Linked DNA regions of Sus scrofa: all the other regions are linked to region 2. The links are chromatin contacts, called in public Hi-C and HiChIP or PLAC-seq maps. All regions are on one chromosome and are shown on one strand. The core of a region is the stretch at or near the end of the contact, and the rest is flanking DNA. Distances in the headings are between cores, read along the strand shown. Region 1 holds the start of CCDC88B (coiled-coil domain-containing protein 88B). Region 2 holds the start of FERMT3 (fermitin family homolog 3). Region 3 holds the start of CATSPERZ (testis-expressed protein 40).

The links. Hi-C and Micro-C count contacts between places; a contact is called where the count stands out from the background. HiChIP or PLAC-seq counts read pairs in DNA pulled down with a chosen protein or histone mark.
Region 1: an H3K27ac HiChIP or PLAC-seq map of alveolar macrophages shows a contact between it and region 2. The contact joins the promoter of CCDC88B here to the promoter of FERMT3 in region 2. A contact is called at or near these places in 4 of 5 promoter capture datasets (fetal liver, fetal skeletal muscle and liver), 11 of 47 Hi-C or Micro-C datasets (alveolar macrophages, blood, embryonic fibroblasts and 7 more) and 1 of 2 datasets of contacts at active chromatin or transcription factors (alveolar macrophages).
Region 3: a Hi-C map of mesenteric adipose tissue shows a contact between it and region 2, with 2.5 times the contacts expected there. The contact joins the promoter of CATSPERZ here to the promoter of FERMT3 in region 2. A contact is called at or near these places in 4 of 5 promoter capture datasets (fetal skeletal muscle, liver and skeletal muscle), 20 of 47 Hi-C or Micro-C datasets (alveolar macrophages, blood, brain and 12 more) and 2 of 2 datasets of contacts at active chromatin or transcription factors (alveolar macrophages and skeletal muscle).

The regions. Positions count from the first base shown.
Region 1 is chr2:7,783,269-7,786,357 of Sscrofa11.1, reverse strand. It overlaps CCDC88B (coiled-coil domain-containing protein 88B), which reads left to right and starts at 1,733. Exons shown (of 31, transcript XM_021082875.1): 1 at 1,733-2,568; 2 at 2,851-2,993. The coding sequence starts at 2,143. It overlaps LOC110259241 (a long non-coding RNA gene), which reads right to left and starts at 2,397. Exons shown (of 3, transcript XR_002341448.1): 1 at 2,219-2,397.
Region 2 is chr2:7,908,440-7,911,550 of Sscrofa11.1, reverse strand. It overlaps FERMT3 (fermitin family homolog 3), which reads left to right and starts at 1,659. Exons shown (of 15, transcript XM_003122594.4): 1 at 1,659-2,062; 2 at 2,579-2,751. The coding sequence starts at 2,592. STIP1 (stress-induced-phosphoprotein 1) reads left to right here. Exons shown (of 15, transcript XM_003353794.4): 15 at 1-108.
Region 3 is chr2:7,815,561-7,818,860 of Sscrofa11.1, reverse strand. It overlaps CATSPERZ (testis-expressed protein 40), which reads left to right and starts at 1,534. Exons shown (of 4, transcript XM_021082876.1): 1 at 1,534-2,846. The coding sequence starts at 2,234. It overlaps KCNK4 (potassium channel subfamily K member 4), which reads left to right. Exons shown (of 8, transcript XM_013994155.2): 7 at 279-418; 8 at 1,097-1,799. The coding sequence ends at 1,519.

The DNA.
Region 1 (3,089 bases), core at 484-2,983, 130 kb after region 2:
AAAAAGGAGTGTTGCCAGTTAACTATGTCCCAAGGCCCTTTCATCACTAGAATCTTTATTTTATACTTCCCGAAGGAGCTCTTTTTGACTTAGACATAGATTCTCATCATATATAATTCTGACGCACACATAAAAAGGAAAATAGAAGCAGAATACATTGTTTATGGTGTTACAGCTCATTCGCATTTGGAATCAGACAGAGGTTCGCTGTCTGCTTGCCCTACCACCTCCTCCTGTGAGGCGTCAAGAGTTCAGGAGAGCAGCTGTCCTCCCCAACAATTCATAAGACAACCCTAAACCCACCAGCAGCCATGGGAGTCCGAAGCCCGCTTTGCAGGCCTGCAGAGCCCCCTGACTCTGGGTTTCTGCTTTGGGAGCATTGCTGACAAGTCTGCTTTCCGCCGCCCGCCCCCATCCCACCCCACTCCCTGCCACAGGGGGGCTCCCACCATTGGGTCTTGGGGTTAAGAGTGCTCTGCTCTTTCCTCTGGGCTCCTCTTCCAAGCTGCTGATGCCCTTTCTGAAGGGTTTGATGCTTTTGAAGTGTGGGCACGTGCAAGCAATGACAACAATGTCAGGACAGCTGCCAGCCAGCCAGCAATTCTGCCGTGCAACTTGACTTCAGAGATTTATCCATGTGAGAAATAAAGTGTCTGGGGAGGTCCCTGGTGGCTTAGTGGTTAAGGATCCAGCATCGTCACTGCTGTAGCTAGGGTTCGATCCCTGGCCTGGGAATTTCTGCATGCCATAGGCTGGGCCAAAAAAAAAAAAAAAAAAGAGGGAGTTCCCATCGTGGCGCAGTGGTTAACGAATCCGACTAGGAACCATGAGGTTGCGGGTTCGGTCCCTGCCCTTGCTCAGTGGGTTAACGATCCGGCGTTGCCGTGAGCTGTGGTGTAGGTTGCAGACGCGGCTCGGATCCCGCGTTGCTGTGGCTCTGGCATAGGCCGGTGGCTACAGCTCCGATTCAACCCCTAGCCTGGGAACCTCCATATGCCGAGGGAGCGGCCCAAGAAATAGCAACAACAACAACAACAAAAGACAAAAAGACAAAAAAAAAAAAAAAAAAAAGAATAATAATGAAAATAAAGTGGGAGTGAGTTTCTATTGTGGCTCAGTGGTAATGAGCCTGACTAGTATCCATGAGGACTTGGGTTTGATCCTTGGCCTAGATCAGTGGGTTAAGGATCTGGTATTACCATGAGCTGCGGTGTAGGTCGCAAATGTGGCTTGGGTCTGGCGTTGCTGTGGCTGTGGTGTAGGCCAGCAACTGTAGTTCCAATTTGACCCCTAGCCTGGGAACTTCCATATGCCGCAGGTGTGGCCCTCAACAAACAAACAAAAAACAAACAAACAACAAAAAAGTGGGAATCGATGAAACATGAATAATGTCTGGGCTTTACGCTGGCCGTGCTTCCAGCTGAGGCCTTGCACTATCTGTTGCAGCTGCTTGGATGTCCTTCTCTCTTCCCCGCTTTGCCCAGGTAACCCGGTCCTCCCAATCTCAGCTTCATGTCAGCCGCCCTCCCCCTGCCCTTCCTGATCATCCCCCTGCCGTCAAGCGCCCTCCCTGTCAATGCCTGTAGCACAGCTGCAGTGTTACATTGTGTGTGTGTGTGTGTGTGTGTGTGTGTGTGTGTGTGTGTGATTTGCATAGCTGCCTCCCCAGGGTACTGTGCACCCATGGGGGCAGGGACTATGTGGCTTTTTACCGCATCTCAGTACCCAGCACGGCGGCCCACACGGAGCCTCATAGTGAGCTGCGGGGTGTCCTCCTGGCCTCCTGGTTTGTCCATGAGGCATGTCTCTGGTCTCTGCATCAAACTGCTTCCCTCAGAGGCTGGATTCCAACCCGCTTTTTTTACAGACAGGAAAGAGAGACCTGTGAGGTCCCTAGCCCCCAGGCCAGATGTCCTGTCTCTGTCCAGTGTATAGAGAATAAGGGGGGGGTAGCCCCTCTGGTGAGGGCTCAGAGGGGGTCTGCTGCGGGGGGTGGCATCTCCCAGCTTCACGGGTTGGGAGGGTGTTTGGGATAAGTTTGAGGAGCAACAGAGGGAGAGGGGAGCCGGGCAGATCAGAAGAGGCAGGTGTGGGCACCTAGACGCACCATGTGAGGCCTGGAGCCCCTGCAAAGGCCCTGAAATGTACAAGGCCGAAGTGGCCCTCGCGGGTTTCAAGTTGGGCAAAGGAGGCCCAGGGAGGGGAAGGACTCACCTACCCTTGTCCATGGAGCCAGGAGAGCCGTGGGCCTTGCTCCTGGGGAGCCCTGACCCTACTGCTAATCCCTGGGCCAGCACTGTCGGAGATGCTGGGAGGATGTGGAGTGGTGGGGGCGGAGGCAGGGTGGCGAAGCAGGAGCCTGGGGGTGCACGGCCTGCCAGCACCCGGAAGGAGGAAGCTAGCTGCACAGGGTGTCTGTGGCTGGGGCCGGGATCCCCACCCGGGGACTTCCTCTTCCTCTCACGGCAGGTGCAGCTGCCACAACAGGACCAACACCCTGACCCCGTCATGGATGGGGGCAAGGGGCCCAGGATCAGAGACTTCCTCAGTGGGAGCCTGGCCACCTGGGTGAGGGGGCAGGGGGAGGGGGGCTGGGGAGGGGAAGTGAGCAGCTGGGAGGGGCTGGTGTGGGGGTGGGGAGGAGCGGGGCAGAGGGGGCCTGGAGGAGAGGGGTGGGCTCAACCGAGGATGGAGGGGCAGGGAAAGGGGTCCAGACCCCGGGCCACTGGCATTCAGGGAACTGGTGAGGAGGGGCTGCGTGGGCTCGGGGGCAGGTCAGAGGCTCTCGGGAGTCGCTCAGCTGGTGGAGGGCTCCCACCCAGGCCAGCTGACTCCTTTCTGTTCCCACAGGCGCTGGGACTGGCTGGGCTGGTGGGGGAGGCTGAGGAGCCAGAGGGGGAAGCAGAGGAGGAAGGAGATGGGCCCCTTTGTCCGGAGAAGAGGTTCTTGCGTCTCAGCGATGGGGCCCTGCTTCTCCGGGTGCTGGGCATCATGTAAGGGGCACAAGAGAATGACCCCGGCAGCTCCCTAGGGGTTTGAGGGAGGGGGCCTGGCATCCTGGTGGGAGGAGCCTGAGGGGCGGTGGGCAG
Region 2 (3,111 bases), core at 410-2,909:
TGGGGAGGGGAGGGTGTGCTTCCCAACCTCAGGTCCCAGCTGTTCTCACATTGTTAACTCCACGTCCTCTTCTCCAATAAAACAAGCCAGTCAGGCGTGGTTATACAAGGCTGTGTCCCTAATTTTTATGCCAAAAGATTTTGCTGTCCTGCGGGGTCACAGCCTGGGTTGGCAGAAGTGTGAGTGCAGATTGGCTCCTGAGAACCAGAGCCTGTCTGTCTGTCCTCAAGGGGTGGGGTCTGTGTGAGCTTGACCTGGTTCCACAGCCTAGTGAGGTGGCCGCTAGGTGGTGCTGTTGCTCAGTGAACCATTGGAGGGAAATCGGAGGCTCCAGCCCAGAGAGGCCCAGCTCCTGAGGTTCAGATGAACTTCCAGTTCTCCACATTCTAATCTCAAATCCACAAACCAGTTAGACCCAAAGGATGCTGGATCTCACCCGTGAAACAAAACCAATTTCCATTGCAAGAGATGCTTCAGACCTCCCTTTTGGAGAGCTGAAGTCTGTCAGCTGCTGCTTGTTAAGTTTTACTTCTTAACTCCCTGCCCTGGACTGAGCCTGAGCACTTTATCATGGTTGCAACAAACTTTCTAAAACCTTGGCCTGGGGTTTCTTCTGGGGCTGGAATAAAACTTCCTCATTTGCTCCATGAGTGCAGCTTGTTGGTTAGGAAGCAGCTGAGGCCAGCAGCTGGCTGCACTTCCTGCAGCCTTGACTTTGCATAAACTGGCCCCTTGGGAATCCCCAGCAGGCCGCCTCACTCATTTGGGTGGCATAGTTCAAAAGCCACCTCCACAGGGATTCCTCTACCTTTGTTGCTACTGTCTCTTCAGGCTCTGTTCCATCCCCAAACTGATCATCTAGAAAGTTGGATTTCTGCTTGGGGAGTTCCCATTGTGGCACAGCGAAAACGAATCTGACTAGGAACCATGAGGTTGTGGGTTTGATCCCTGGCCTTGCTCAGTGGGTTAAGGATCCGGTCTTGCCATGAGCTGTGGTGTAGGTCGCAGACTCGTCCCGGATCTGGCATTGCTGTGGCCATGGCATAGGCTGGCAGTTGTAGCTCCAATTCAACCCCTAGCCTGGGAACCTCCATGTGCTGAGGTTGAGGCCCTAAAAGGACAAAAAACAAAGAATTTCTGCTTGGGAGCTGCTGGTGAATATAAGGCCTTGCTCCCAAAGCTCAGGTACCCGTGTGGGTGATAGGCAGGAAGATGATGGGCTGCCAGGAGTCTCCAAGTCCCGTGTGTGTATGGACTTAACAGGAGTGAGCCTCGTGGGCCCTGGCCTAGGGAAGCACGAGCAGGTGGTGCCACAGTGGCGGAAACAAGTCTGGAGCCTTAAGACCTGAAGGTGCGGGGCAGGCAGGTTGGGAGACATCAGGGCTAATTTCTGTTCAGCCACTCCCGTGGGCAGCTCTCTGGCTGACAGGTTTGGAGGTAGAAGTCCCTGCTTGGGCAGAAAAGACAAAGCGGGTATTTCCCTCGGGGTTGGGGGGCTTTCACGGATCTGCTTTGTGGTGATAAAGGGCCTCCTAGGCTTGAGCTGACTTGACCTGCCAAGTTCCCAAGCAACCCGGATCCCACCCACAGCTCCCCCTCTTGGCAGCAGAGTGATGCGTACAGCCCAGAGACCCCCCCACCTCATGACAGGTTGGAGATGAGAGATGGCTTTCTCTAGGGGAACATGATTTGGTAACTTCTCTGATTTGAATTGAGCTTTCCTCCAAAGGAAGGGACTCTTGGCGTGGTCTTGGGTCCCCAAGCCCCACTTGCTTCCTGTGCTCACTGGGAGCAAAGGCAGGGCCCCAGTGGAACCCTCACCGCCACCGCCACCTCCACCTCCCTACTGGCAGTTGCTTCCTGCACCCAGCTCCAGCCCGCCCTGGGGAGGGGCTGAGCCCGCCCTGTTCATGATAAGACGCAAGGGCTGCCCTCTGAAGAAAGCTCCAGAGAGAAAGCGGAGGGGAAAGAAGCGAGCAGTGGCCTGCAGGTGTGCGGGCTGAGGCCAGGAGTGGCTCACACCCTGACCCCCCACCAGCAACCCCACCCCCTTGCAGACAAGGTAAGTGGGTGGGAGGCCGGAGGCCCAAAGACCCTTGTCTTCCCCGGCCTCCCGGTGCCCCTCTGCCCAGCGTGCCTCTCTCCATGTGGCAGCCTGGACTTCCCACTGCCCTAGAGAGGCTCCGGCTGGTTTGGGGTGATGGAGCTGAGCTTTGGGCCTGATCCGGACTATTTTCTGACCTGGGTTTACAACCATTTCCAGGGTGGGCAGCTGCCAGTGTGGGCTTGGGGCCGGGCTACGGGCATGGAGCTGAGTCATCTTGAGGGAGCCCCTTCCTCTCTTACCCGCCCTCATCTTCCGTCTGGTACGAAGGGAGAGGGCTGGGTGACGTGGTCGCCGAGGGTCCCTCCAGCTCAACCATCTCCGCTCTGCCTGGAACGACTCGGCCCGTGTCTTGCTGCCGTTGGGGCGTTCTGGCCCGAGGGCTCACTCTCTCCCTCCCGCTTGCCCCGGGGAACCACGGGCGACCTGCCAGGCCCCGGTTGCCCACCCAGCGTCCTGCCCACCCTCCCGCAGAGCCACCGCAGCCATGGCGGGCATGCAGACAGCCACGGGGGACTACATCGACTCGTCCTGGGAGCTGCGGGTGTTCGTCGGAGAAGAGGACCCCGAGGCCGAGTCGGTCACCCTCCGGGTCACAGGGGAGTCGCACATCGGTGGGGTGCTCCTGAAGATTGTGGAGGAGATCAGTGAGTGCCCACGGGTCCCCTGGCACTTCCGGGCCGGCCCTGCTGCGCAGCTCTCGATAACAGAGTCGCAGTGACTCAGGCAGCAGCTTAATCATTTGGTTCCAAAAAAGATATTTCCCCAACTTAACTTCCGCTCCCTCCCGCTGTCTTTCCTTCCTCCCCTCCAACTGGCTTTGCTAAGACCCCAAGGGGCAGCCCCAGTCCCCCGTTCACCCACTTCTGGGCAGGAGAGGCCTGGCCTTGGGGGTCATTCTGGGGGTCTGAGGGGAGAGCAGAGGGGGCTCTTGGTGACAGGGACTCACTCCCACACCCTCTCCTCAGGCGGAAGCCCTCAGCAGGCTGGTGACAGGCCCAGCCTGG
Region 3 (3,300 bases), core at 285-2,784, 93 kb after region 2:
CCTCACATTTGTGCATGGATGCAACACCTCATGCTCGCATGCCTGCTGACATATATATTAAATGCACCCCTCACACGGCTCTTCTCCTGCACACCATCAAGTCACGCCCATTCATCTTCTTGCATCCATTCACACGCTCTAGCACGTACCCATTGCTCTGGGGCGGGCAGATCAAGGCGTTGCGATGGGAAGAGGCGCGGTGAACCCGAGACTCACAGGCTCAAGACTTGCTGAGCTCACCATCAGCTTCTTTCTGCCCTCCCCGGTGGGGTCCCAAGGCGCCAGTCCCAACCAGAACTCTGCAGCCTACCAGCCTCTGGTGTGGTTCTGGATCCTACTCGGCCTGGCCTACTTCGCCTCAGTGCTCACCACCATCGGGAACTGGCTGCGAGTCGTGTCCCGCCGCACCCGGGCAGAGGTAGGCGCCCCCCGCCGCAGCGCTGCGCCTGCGCTTTGGTGCTGCCGTGCTGTACCCTAGCGGCAGGTTGACCAGCCTGCCTCCCTTCCAGATGGGGTCTCCCCCAAGGCAGGGACTGAGGGAGCCCCAGTGTGCACCTGCGGAGAACAAAGGGATAAACTCCAACAGGTTTGCAGGTGCTCCATCTCCACATTCCGGGATAAGGTTACCAGATTTAGCAAGTAAAGATGAAGGAAGCCCAGTTACATGTGCATTTCAGAGAAGTTGCAAATAATATTTGAGTATAAATATGTCCCAAGTACTGCATGGGACATACTTATCTAATACTGCATTTGTTGTTTATCTGAAATTCTCATGTAACTGGGTGACCTGTATTTTGGAACCCTGCTCCTTGCGTCTGGCCCCAGAGCGGCTGGAGGGGCAAAGATGGGTGAGGGGGGATGGAGGGAGAACTGAAATAAAACCGGGGTTTTTCTCCTGGAGAAGAGGACACTTCGGTGAAGATGGAGGAAGGGAGCATGTGGCTGGGTCATGAGCCTTTCCCTCCTCCTGAGGCAGGAGGACCGGGAGGAAAAAGAGGGGCAGCACCTGATCGGTGAAGGGTGAAGGAGCAGGCTACCGGGGTTGCGGAGACGGTCAAGAACCCCCAGCCAAGGACTGCCTTTCCTCCCCGCGCAGATGGGCGGCCTCACGGCGCAGGCCGCCAGCTGGACCGGCACGGTGACCGCGCGGGTGACCCAGCGAGTAGGTCCCCCGGCACCACCGCCGCAGGAGAAGGAGCGGCCACCCCTGCCTCCACCGCCGTGCCCAGCGCAGCCCGCCAGCAGGCCACTATCCCCTGTGGCCCCGGAGAAGACCGAGCCACCCTCGCCGCCCTCGCCGCCCTCGCCGCCCACGCCACCCACGCCGCCCACGGCCTCGGCGCTGGACTACCCCAGCGAGAATCTTGCCTTCATCGACGAGTCCTCGGACACGCAGAGCGAGCGCGGCTGCGCACTGCCCCGCGCGCCACGGGGTCGCCGCCGGCCCCTCAACGCCCCCAGGAAGCCCGCGCGGCCCCGGGGCCCCGGGCGCCCCCGGGACAAAGGCGTGTCCTCGTAGGGGCAGGACCCCGGCCCGGGCCTCTCAAAGGGCTTCGTTCTTGCCCTCTCCCCGGCATGCTCTGCTTGTTTGACCAAAGAGCCCTCTCTCGACCGGACTGAAACCTGGGGAGGAGGCTACGGGGTTGCTTGACTGCCGCCCCTTGCTCCTGGCCCTCTCCTCACTTCATCCATTTCCAGACCCCCCAAGGCTTTCTGTCTCGCTGTACCGGCTGGGCCTGTCCCTCACAACACCTCACAACTGTGCCTCAAAGCCTGCATCAATAAACGAAAACAGTCTGTACCGCTGCGGCAGTGGCGCTCCGAGGACGCGAGAGGGTGTGGGAGTGCTTGCGTCAGGCCACCTCCCTCGGGGCAAGTCAGGTCCCCCAGGACCCTCAGGCTGAGCCACCCCCACCCCCACCCACGTCGGTCAAGGTGCGGGGGCTCGAGGCTGTGCTTGGACCTGTGCTTTTGCCTGGAGGTTACCGGTAGGGTCTGGCATGAGAATCTGCCAAGATGGGCTTTGCGTCCATCCTCAGTACAGCTATTGGTATTGGGGGATGAGGGAAGGGGGACAATGACATCTAATGCGGAGGGCTGCAGGGTGAACTCTCCCAGAGCCAGGTCCCCGTCGCCATTCCAGACCGGGCCCTGCCCCTCCCCCCTTCCCGGAGCGTGAGCCCCTCCTCCACGCCCCGAGGCCAGTAGTGCCTGGGTCCGTTGGGGCAGAACCATGGAGGAAAAGCCTTTCAAAGTAAGAACTCTTCCTGGGCCGCCCCACCCTGTCAGCACCCAGACCCATCCTAGGTCCAGCCTGGGCTCCTGGCTATGTTCTCACTCAGTCCCGGCTCAGGGCAGCTCCCAACAATCCCCCTCTTCCCCCGCGACAGAGTCTCGGCCCCGGTTGGGCTCGGGATCCCCGCCTCCAGCTTGCTCTTCCTCCCCTTCCCAATTCTCCTTGGCTTCCTCCGATGTATGTGGCCCACAGGCATCGGCCAAGTCTTCGGGCCGCCGTGGCTCAGGCGCGTCGAGCCCACAGGACATCCGGAATCTGTGGACCACCTCGACGCTGTCGCAGCCGAAGCTGAGTGTGCAACTGCCCACTGTCTGCGAGGACTCGGAACTGGAGGGCAACAGTCTAGGCAGCAAGGATGGCGGGTGGTACCATCAGAAGGCCGGCCACGACTCGGATGGAGGCTGGGAAGAATTGGATGACGGAGGGGACAAGGACGACTTCAAGCCAGAAGAGCCGGACGAGCACCCCTTGATGGAGCTGGAGATGCACCGCGGCAGCTCCCCGGGAAGCACTTTAGAGGACGGGGACGACGACTCCAGGATCGACTCCGGTCAGTGTGGTCTCACCGGGCTGTGGGCGCTCACAGGGCAGGGGGCTGGCCAGAACCTCAATTTCTATTGTTGGGAAATGGGGGGAAACTGTAGGACCAAGTTGCTAGGATTCCTTGAAAGGGGCGCCAACGCCTATCTTTCACACTGTAAATCAAGCAGACGTTCTAGGAACGCCCCCTACTGGGCAGGCGTCATACAAAGTCCTGGGGCCACAGAGACGAGCATGAAAATGAGCACAGGCAGCGTGGTAGGACCTGTGCTTTGAATGGAATCCCAGAGATGGTTGAGAGGAGGGAGTTAATACCTTTTCTGTGGACCTGCGCTGTTTGAGAAAGTGCTTGTCTTTCATTCATTCAGTCATTGGCTACAGTTTTAAAGTGTTTACTTCCTCCTTTGTGCTGGGCGCTGTTTGGGCCGAGCCTCCCCCTTCTCCCTACCGCCTCTGCTCTCCAG